Regions from separate parts of the Macaca mulatta genome. Here region 2 is linked to region 1. A link is a contact called in public Hi-C data. All regions are on one chromosome and are shown on one strand. Each heading gives the region's core, a stretch centred on a gene start, on an enhancer-like site or on the middle of the called end of the contact. The rest is flanking DNA. Distances are from core to core; before and after follow the strand shown.

Region 1 (4,727 bases), core at 1,964-4,463:
CTCAAGGAACGGTTGGATCAGCCGTGAGTTGGCCACTGGCCAAGCTGGGGGGAGGCCCTGTATGGGTTGGGGAACCTCAACATCCAGCTGTCCCACTCCAGTTCACTGCCCCCACCTACCTGCCCGTCCTCTCTTGCTTTCTGCCCTCCTGACCCTATGCTCCCATCCCCCTGTCCCCAGGATGACAGAGATTGTGAGCCGTGTGTCGAAGCGAAAACTGGGCCGCCACGTGCGGGCGCTGGTGCTTGAGCTGTGCTGTAACGACGAGAGCGGCGAGGATGTCGAGGTTCCCTATGTCCGATACACCATCCGCTGACCCCCGTCTGCTCCTCTAGGCCGGCCCCTGTCCATCCCTCTCCACGCCCCTTCCAGCCCAGGGTTCCCATTTGGCTTCTGGCAGTGGCCCAGCTAGCCAAGTCTGGTGTTCCCTCATCATCCCCCTACCTGAACTCCTCTTGCCACTGCCTTCTACCTTGTTTGAAACCTGAATCCTAATAAAGAATTAATAACTCCCACGTCGCCTGCCCTGCTGGTTCCAGGCAAGGAAGGGACTTCCTGGAACTATCTGGTTCAGATGGTAACTCAGAGGGCTCAGCCCCACCACACCTGCCAGTTTTCTGGGCAAAGGAAATGTAATTGCCACCTCTTCCTGCCCTCTCTGCCTAGGAAGAAAAGGAGGCACCAGTGAGGCCAGTGAGCAGGTACTTGGGTCCATGTGACTATTAATTTGAGCTGGGTTCAATTCTCACCTTCTCCATGTCCTAACTCCCTGCTCTGTGAAGAGGAAAGTTGTGACCAGGCTGCTAGGGCATGGCCAGCATGCCTTATGTCCTTAGGGCAGATCCCCTCCCACCTGGCTCAAAGCACTCAGACCCTGGGCAGCCTTTTGTAGTCATGGTTCCCAGCACCAGGAATGCCTGTGGTGCTCTTAGTTCAATTTCCTTGCTGCAGGGGTGTCTTAAACAGCTCTGCTGAATGCCAGTGCCTGCAGGCATACTTTGCAATTTTTATGGAAATATTTGAGAACCTTGGTAGAGGAAAAGCCCCTTGCTTGTCTTACGCTGCCCCCCTCAGCCCCAGGTCTGCCTGTGTGCCCCTTGATCTTCAGCCTCCTACCTTGGAAAAGACAGCTGGCAATGGGGACTGAGGGGTGTTCATCGCTTAGAGCAGGTAGCAGGAGGCCCAACACCAGCCCCACCAGAACTGCAGAGCTACCATGCTCTGTCCTTGGTCTTCGCTGAGCGCTCCAGATGATTGAAAGCACCAGTCTGACCACTGCCACATCTTTGCCTTCCTCTATTGTACTGGCTCTTGGTGCCTGAGGAATCCATTCATACTTTTGTCCCTCAACTAACCAGACAGTAATTTTATCTACCTTACTAGAAACAAGATCCCTCACTCTTCTACTCAAACTTGAGTGTAAGGAATAGCTCAACCTGTTCTGAACTGGCCTGATTGCCATCACAGCCTGTGCCCACATCTGCTGTCTCCTGGGCCAGTAGTTCCTGGTCCTGGGCACAGTATATGCCCTTGCCCACCTCCTTCTGATTATTTTATTTTCTTGGCCTGCTCTGCGTGGGTGACCTCATCCTTCCACAGTTTCTTCTTCCCCAATAGGACATTGAGGACAGAGGCATTTTCCCTTTGGTATCTAGTGGTGATGCTGTCAAGTGGAAAGTTTTTCCCACCACAGGAACTTTCCCATTATTGCTCTAGAGTATCCTAGACACCACACCGCAGTCCACTGGTCATGCTACTACAGCAGCTGAGGCTTGAACACAACTGTTGTCTTCTTTCTCCAGTATGCCAGCTCCTTTGCAGATACTCTGTAGACACCTTGTTCGCTGCACCTCCCCCATTACAGCTCCATTTCTTCCCTACCACAACTCCTGGATCTCCTTGACACCTTATTCGTACCTGACACCCTTCTCCATCAAAACAAGCTTTTGAGTCATGCATGAATCCTGGTTGCATCTTAGTTGTTCTCCCTCCACCTCATTCCATTTTACTCTGCAGTTTGTCTCCCATTACAACACCAGCCAGAGATCAGGGCTCAGCAGGCGGGGGTTGCGTCATTGCACCGAGCCCCCTGCACCCAGCAGCCACAAAGGATAGGGTGGGACAAAGGTTTCTCTTGTCATTGCCTGGAACTATTTGCCCACCTCCTTCTGATCATTTTATTTTCTTGGCCTGCTCTGGCAGGCATTCAACAAACATTTGTTGCGTGCTGTGTGCCAGTCACTTTCTAGGCACGTGAGACAGCACGTGCCTAGAAAGTGAAAACAAAGATCCCTGTCTTCTTGCGGTTTATGTTCTGCTAGCTTGAGACCCAGAACAGACTATAAGCACAGTAAGCAAATTGTACCTTAGAAGTTGATCAATGTTCTTCAAAAGGCGAGGAACAGAGCCCCATCTGGGGATCTGGAATGATGGCAGTGCAGGTAGGAATTTTTAAATAGGAAAGGCTTCATGGAGATGACGTTGAAGCAAGCACCTGGAAGAAGTGAGAGAATGAGGCACGTGGATGTGGGGCAGGAGCATTCCAGGCAAAGGGAACCACAGCAAATGCAAAACCCCTGAGGCTGGATTGTGCCCGTTTCACTCAGAAACGGCTAGAAAGAGCGCTAGTATGGTGGCAGTGAGTCGGGGGAAGAAGAGGAAGAGATGAGGTCAGAGAAGTGATGGACCTATTCTAGGCCAAGGCGAGGACTTTTGTCTTTGTCAAATGTTTCCACTCCCATCATGGCCCGGGAAATCTTCACTAATATAAACCTTACTGAAAATCCTAACTGGTGTGACCAAGGCTGCCATAAAGGGAAGCCCGGAAGAGGCGGGAGGCTGCTTTGGAACAGGGTAGTGTAAGGATGTGCCAGAAGGCCTGCTGGAGGTTGCAGCCCTTTGAGCGGGACTTGGGGATAGTGTGGTTTTCCAGGCAGAAGGAAGTGAGGGATTAGGTCGACCTGTTAGTGCTTGTCACACAACAGGCGCCCAATAAATAAAATGGAAATAAAATCGCGGAGTGTTCTACTTGTGTTGACTGACATCAAAACAAAACAAAAAACCCGCAGAGTGAGGGAAGGCACGGGCGGGGCTGTGGCGGGCAAGAGAGGTGGCAGGAAAATCCAACGCACGGCGCCTATGCAAATACTCGTGTGAGGCAGAAGAGAGGCTCCGCCCGGCTAGAAGTTCCAAGCATGCGCAGTAGCGGCTCCTGCACCTCTAAGGATCCGCCTCTTTCCCCTTTCTCAGCTTCGCTTTCACCCCGGGAGGCCCGCTGTATGAGATGGAGGGCGGGCTAAAGGCGGGACGAGACCCGATTGAGCGCAGTTGTGACCAATCACCTTGCGGAATATTCGGCCTATAGCGAAGGAGAAGCTCAGAACAAAAAGAAGGCCCCACCCCCGCTGACGGAGAAAACCTATGAAACCCGGGCGGAGGCGTGTGGAGTTGGGTAGAAAGCGAAATCACGCCTCTTCAGTCAGCCACGCCCTTTATTCTTGCTCAGCCTCGCCACAGAGAGCAAATCCGATTGGCTGGGCGACAACCTCAAAGGGCGGGGCTGTACACGTTCACTATGGGAATAAGGTAGCGGTTGGGGGGGCAGATGGGCGGGGATAGGCTGTCCTAGGTAAGGTGGTAAAGGCCAATAACTCTTCAGGCTGCCTCTCCTCGAAAAGTCATCTTCTCGCGAACCTTTAAAATGCCTTCCTCCCCAGGCACCTCAAGGGACTAGAACGGAGTGCTTCATTTCTCTTTTTCCTCCTTGCAAAAGTCCCGTTTGCCACCATGGGGATGTACCAAGTGAGACTGAGTAGGGGGAGCGAGTGGTGATGGACGCGCCAGGTTACTGGCCGCTGCTCACCTAGGCGCTAGCAAACTTCTGCCAAGATCGGAACTGAGTACTAAACAGCCTCCACACTTCTCCCTGGTGCCGTCCCCGGCCTGGCGCCGCATCCCCCTGTGGGCTCGCGATGGCCGCGTCCCCTCCCGCTGCGGACGGGTCCTTTGGTACAGGCAGTCCGAGGTGAGTCCCCTCCTTTCTACTTCACCCTTCCGAGCGCCTGCGTGCGCATGCGCGGAGCGCGGCGCGCGCGGCGGTTGGGCCGTTGGCTGTTCGGCCCTGGGATCCGCCGCCACTCCGCGATCAGCCGGCTCTGAGCCGCGAGCCGCCGTGAGCACTCGGATTCGAGCCGGCGCCAACGAGCCCGGGGGCATCGCCCGCAGCGGCCAAGCTCATGGCCGGCTGAGCGGGACGCCGCCTCCGCCTCAGCCACCGCCGCCGCCGCCGCCTCCTCCTCCTCAGCCGGCGGCGGCCCGGGCCCAGCAACCATGGCTGAAGACTACTGGGACGGGCGCCTGCGGCGAACAGGAGGAGAAGGAGGTCGCGCGGCCTCATCCCGGGCCGCCGCCCCAGGCGCCGCCGCGCCGGCCCCGCGGCTCTGAGGTTGCTCGCGCGCCCCCGCCGGTGAGCGCGTCCCCGAGGCGTGGGGGCTGCCCCTCCTCCTTCAGAACCCACCCCGGGCGGTGCCCAGGGGTCTGGGCTGCCGGGCTGGCAGGTGCCCCCACCCCCGGCGAATTTCCCAGAATGCACCGGGGCGGGGGTCATTTGGGGCCTCCCTGACCTTGGCCCCGCCCTGGGCCCGTCCTGGGAGCTGGGGTGGGAAGTGCTGTGGGTGCTAATGGGGAGCAGGGGAAATCAAAGGACCAAAGGGTGTGGAAATGGGTGA
Region 2 (5,245 bases), core at 1,461-3,960, 130 kb after region 1:
ATAGTAATATCTTGTCTTTACAAAAAACGAACAAAGGTAGCTGGGTGATGTGGTGTGTGCCTGTAGTCTGTCAGCTACTTGGAAGGCTGAGGTGGGAGGATCACTTGAGTCCAGGAGGTTGAGGTTGCAGTGAGCTATGATCATGCCACTGCACTTCAGCCTGGGTGACAGAGTGAGACCCTATCTCAGCAAAACAAAAAAAAAAAAAAAAAAAAAAAAAGAGAGAAAAAGAAAAGAAAAAAAAATAAACACTAAACATAGATGTGAAGTTTTGACTTCAGATACCCATTATCTGAAGCTCTGCACCTGGGTCAGAAATCAAGGCTATTTCTCTGTGTCACAGTAGCTTAGATCCTCCAGGGAAGAGTAGGCGGTTTTATTCTTATTGATATTGTTTCAAACAGGAAAATTTCCGATAGTCTATGATTTTAGAGAACAAGGTTTCTCTGCAGGGCTAGGACTAGGGTAAGGTGAGGGAGGCATTTGCCTTAAGTGTAAAATGTAAGGGGGTATTAAAAAAACTCAGTAATCAAGATCAATACCATTTGATTGATTGATTGATTGAGACAGTGTCTCCCTCTGTCCCTCAGGCTGCAGTGCAGTGGTGCAGTCATGGCTTACTGCAGTCTGGACCTCCCAGGCTCAAGAGATCCTCCCACCTCCTCACCTCCTGAGTAGCTGGGACTATAGGCACACGTCACCATGCACAACTAATTTTGCTTATTTTTTGCAGAGATGAGGTCTCACTATGTTGCTCAGGCTCGTCTCAAGTGATCTGCCCACCTCGGCCTTCCCCAAAATTCTGGGATTACAGGCGTGGACTATCGCGCCCAGCCAAGATCAATAACATTTTTTGTTTGTTTGAGATGGAGTCTCGTTCTTTCACCCAGGCTGGAGTGCGGTGATGTGATCTCAGCTAACTGCAACCTCCACCTCCCGGGTTCAAGCTATTCTCGTGTCTCAGACTCCTGAGTCACTGGGATTACAGGCACGCACCACTACGGCCGGTTAATTTTTATATTTTACTAATACAAGAGACAGAGTTTCACCATGTTAGCCAGGTTGGTCTCAAACTCCTGACCTCAGGTGATCCACCCACTTTGGCCTCCCAAAGTATTGGGATTACAGGCCTGAGCCATGGCGCCAGGCTCCTCTTCTCTCTTCTCTTCTCTTCCCTTTCTTTTCTTTTTTAGACAGGGTATCACTCTGTTGACCAGGGTGGAGTGCTGTGTCGTGATCTCTGCTCACTTGCAACCACCACCTCCCAGGTTCAAGCCATCCTCCCACCTCAGCCTCCTGAGTAGCTGAGACTACAGATGCACACCACCACACCCGTTAAGTTTTGTATTTTTGGTAGAGACGGGTTTTGTCATTTTGCTGAGGCTGGTCCTGAACTCCTGACCTCAAGTGATCCTCCTGCGTCCCCTTCCCATAGTGTTGGGATTACAGGCATGAACCACCATACCTGGCCGCGCCTGGCCATTTTCTAAGCATTTTTCTTAAAAAAAAAAAAAATTGAAATGGGGTCTCACTCTGTCACCCAGGCTGGAGTGCAGTGGTGCAATCATAACTCCCTGCAGCCTCTAACTCCTGGGCTGAAGCGATCCTCCCACCTCAGCCTCCTGAGTAGCTAGGACTACAGGTGTGTGCCACCACACCCGGCTAATTTTTGTATTTTTAGTAGAGACGAGTTTCATCATGTTGCCCAGGCTAGTCTTGAACTCTGGATCTCAAGTGATCCGCCCACCTCAGCCTCCCAAAGTGCTGGGATTAGAGGTGTGAACCACCGCGCCTGGGCTTTAAGCATTTTTCTATTGATAATTTGCTAAAAAAAACCATTGGTTGTCCATGGCCCCGCGCGGTGGTTCACGCCTCTAATCCCAGCACTTTGGGAGGCAGAGGCGGGTGGATTACCTGAGGTCGGAAGTTTGAGACCAGCCTGACCAACATGGAGAAACTCCGTCTCTACTAAAAATACAAAATTAGCCGGGCGTGGCGGAGCATGTCTATAATTCCAGCTACTCCGGAGGCTGAGGCAGGAGAATCGCTTGAACCCGGGAGGCGGAGGTTGTGGAGAGCCGAGATCGTGCCATTGCACTCCAGCCTGGGCAACAAGAGTGAAACTCCATCTCAAAAAAAAAAATAAAATAAAAAAATAAAAAAATTTAAAAAAAGGAAAGAAAAACCATTGGTTGTTCATATGAAAGACTATTATTATTATTATTATTATTATTATTCCTAACTACTATCATTGTAGTGGGGCAAGGAGGGTAATGGAGATGGGGGAGTTCAAGTCTTCTCCATGGTAACCGCAGCATATCGGGAGATTGTACACCCTGACTCCTTTCCCCTCTTCTCCAGTGGTATCGCCCACGACGGGCACCTGTGTTAACCTGATTTCTCCCCCTCTTCCCAGTGGTATCGCCAAGGGGGAGATTGTACCACCCTGACTTCTTCCTCTTGCCCAGTGGTGGATCCCTTGAACATCAGAACACGCCCCATCCTCCCTGGGTAGGAGGCGCACCTCTGCTTCTTTAAAATTTGCCCAAACTTATAGAACCGAGTTCCAAAGACCAGCTTCTCCCAGAATCTTGCCCCTAGAAGGATTCTACCCGTGAACGCCCTCTCGCCCCCGCCTTCTGTGGAACAGCCCACTGTACGGAATGGGTGCTAAGATGGCCGCCCCCATGAGACACAACATAGCGCAGCCATATTCCTCGCCTGACAACGCCACTCATGGACCAAGTCTCCGCCGATCCGTAACAGGGCTGTGTTCAGTGAGTAGACTACAACCTCTCAGTTCTACTGATCGTGTGCAAAATCAACAGCCCTAGAAGGTGCAGTGTCGGGGTGAGGACAGGAAACGGAAATCCCCCTCAGAGGCCGTTTAAGCCTTCTTGGCGCGCGACGCTAAATGCAGTGCACGAGGTTTTATGGCGTGATAGTCGCTCAGGTGATTTTGAAGCTTTGTTGGCTTCGGGGGATGATGCGTTGGCAGTTGTGGTGTCAACTGGTGGGGAAATAAAGAACCTAATGAATGGGAATCTATGAGTGTCAGGGATGAGGGCCTCTGGAGTAGTCAGGTTTTAGATTCCCTGCTGTGTCTTGATGTCCAGCCTTAATAGTGTGCGCTTTGGGTTTTTCCTTTATCAGTATTCCCAGAGGTTTGCTAATTTTATTAACCTTTCCAAAAAAAAACAACTTTTGACGTTGTTGCTCCTCTGATCACATATCTCTTCTGATGTACCTTTGTTTTCTATTTCTTTAATTTCTGCTCTTATCTGTACTGTTTTCTCTTTATCTAACTTCTTAAATTGAATGTTAATTCATTAATGCTCAGCCTTTCTTTGTTAAAGAAAATTTTAAGAGCATGCCCTTTTCCTTAAGAATATCTTTAGCTGCAATCAAGAATATGTTGTATACACCGTCTTTTTTTTTTTTTTTTTTGACGGAGTCTCACTCTGTCGCTCAGGGTGGAGGGCAGTGGCGCGATCTCGGCTCACTGCAACCTCCGCCTCCCCGGTTTCCAGCGATTCTCGTGCCTCGGCTTCCTGAGTCGCTGGGATTACTGGCGCGCGCCACCAAGCCCGGTTAATTTTTATATTTTTAGTGGAGATGGGGTTTCGCCATGTTGCCCAGACTGGTCTAGAACTCCTGGATTCAAACGATCCACTCGCCTCGGCCTCCCAAAGTGCTGGGATTACAGGCGTGAGCCACCGCGCCAGGCCGACTATTTTATATTAGTCAAAATTTTTCTCTTTTTGTAATCGTATAGGCCCACCTCCTTAAAATGTTTATTCTGGCCGGGCGCAGTGGCTTACCCCTGTAATCCCAGCACTTTGGAAGGCCGAGGAGGGCGATTGCTTGAGTCCAGGAGGGAACAGCCTGGGCAACACAGGGAGACTGCCGTCTGTACGGAAAAAAAAAAAAAGCTGAGGTGGAAAGATCGCCTGATTGCGAAAGCCTTGATTGCACCACTGCACTCCAGCCTGGATGACAGAGGGAGACCTTGTCTCAAAAAAAAAAAAAAAAACAACAACAACAACAAAGTTACACTTACGTATTTTATATAGTTTTTGCTATCATTATTTATGCAATTTTGTTTCCATTGGCTCGTTGTTATTGTAGAGAGAAACTGTCTGCTTTTGACCAGGCGCGGCGGCTCATGCCTGTAATCCCCGCAGTTTGGGAGGCCGAGGTGGGCAGATCACGAGGTCTGGAGTTCGAGATCAGCCTGACCAACATCGTGAAACCCCGTCTCTACTAAAAATACAAATATTAGCCGGGCATGGTGGCGCTCGCCTGTAATTCCGGCTACTCAGGAGGCTGAGGTAGCAGAATCTCAGAATCGCTTGAACCTGGGAGGTGGAGGTCGCAGGGAGGTGGAGATCGCAGTGAGCCAAGATTGCACTACTGCACTCCAGCCTGGGTGGCAGAGTGAGACTCCATCTCAAAAAAAAAAAAAACAAAAAAAAAAACAAAAGAAGCTATCTGCTTTTATAATTTTACCTTGTATCCAGCCCCTTACATTGTATTATACCCTATGAATTTTAGTAGTCTTTTAGCAGTCTGGTAGGTTTTCTATGTATAAAATAATCTTATTGGCAAGAAAGCTACATTTTCATTTTCATTTCTTTCCAGTGTTCATGTTCACCCTAATTATTTTTTTCTTTTTTCTTTCTGCCTTTTTTTTTCTTTCTTTCTTTCTTTCTTTTTTTTTTTGTTTTGAGGCAGAGTCTTGCTCTGTTGCCCAGGCTGAAGTGCAGTGACGCAATCTTGGCTCACTGCAATCTCTGCCTCCCAAGTTCAAGCAATTTTCCTGCCTCAGCCTCTCGAGTAGCTGGGATTACAGGTGTGTTGCCACCATGTCTAGCTAATTTTTGTGATTTTAGTAGACACGGGATTTCACCATGGTCTCGAACTTCTGACCTGCTGACCTCAGGTGATCAGCCTGCCTCGGCCTACCAAAGTGCTGGGATTACAGGCGTGAGCCACCTCGTCCGGCCTCTTTTTTTTTTTTCTTTAATAGAGACAAGGTGTCACTCTGTCGCCTAGGCTGGAGTATAGTGGAGTGATCTCAACTCACTGCAACTCTGTGTGTGTTTTTTGTTTGTTTGTTTGTTTGTTTGTTTTTTAAGGATACTGGGTTTTGTCATGTTGTCCAGGTTAGTTTTGAACACCTGGGGGCTCAAGGGATCCTCTTGCCTCGGCCTCCCAAAGTGTTGGGATTAAAGCCATGAGCCGC

The links. Hi-C and Micro-C count contacts between places; a contact is called where the count stands out from the background.
Region 2: a contact with region 1 is called in a Hi-C map of fetal cortex germinal zone, with 2.3 times the contacts expected there. The contact joins the promoter of ZNF157 here to the promoter of CDK16 in region 1. A contact is called at or near these places in 2 of 14 Hi-C or Micro-C datasets (CD4 T cells and fetal cortex germinal zone).

The regions. Positions count from the first base shown.
Region 1 is chrX:47,246,671-47,251,397 of T2T-MMU8v2.0, forward strand. CDK16 (cyclin dependent kinase 16) reads left to right here and starts at 3,214. Exons shown (of 17, transcript XM_077988606.1): 1 at 3,214-4,024. The coding sequence starts at 3,972. It overlaps UBA1 (ubiquitin like modifier activating enzyme 1), which reads left to right. Exons shown (of 26, transcript XM_077988532.1): 25 at 1-23; 26 at 181-515. The coding sequence ends at 316.
Region 2 is chrX:47,379,554-47,384,798 of T2T-MMU8v2.0, forward strand. It overlaps ZNF157 (zinc finger protein 157), which reads left to right and starts at 2,711. Exons shown (of 7, transcript XR_013412807.1): 1 at 2,711-2,953. It overlaps LOC144338583 (a long non-coding RNA gene), which reads right to left and starts at 4,502. Exons shown (of 2, transcript XR_013412823.1): 1 at 4,254-4,502; 2 at 2,729-3,428.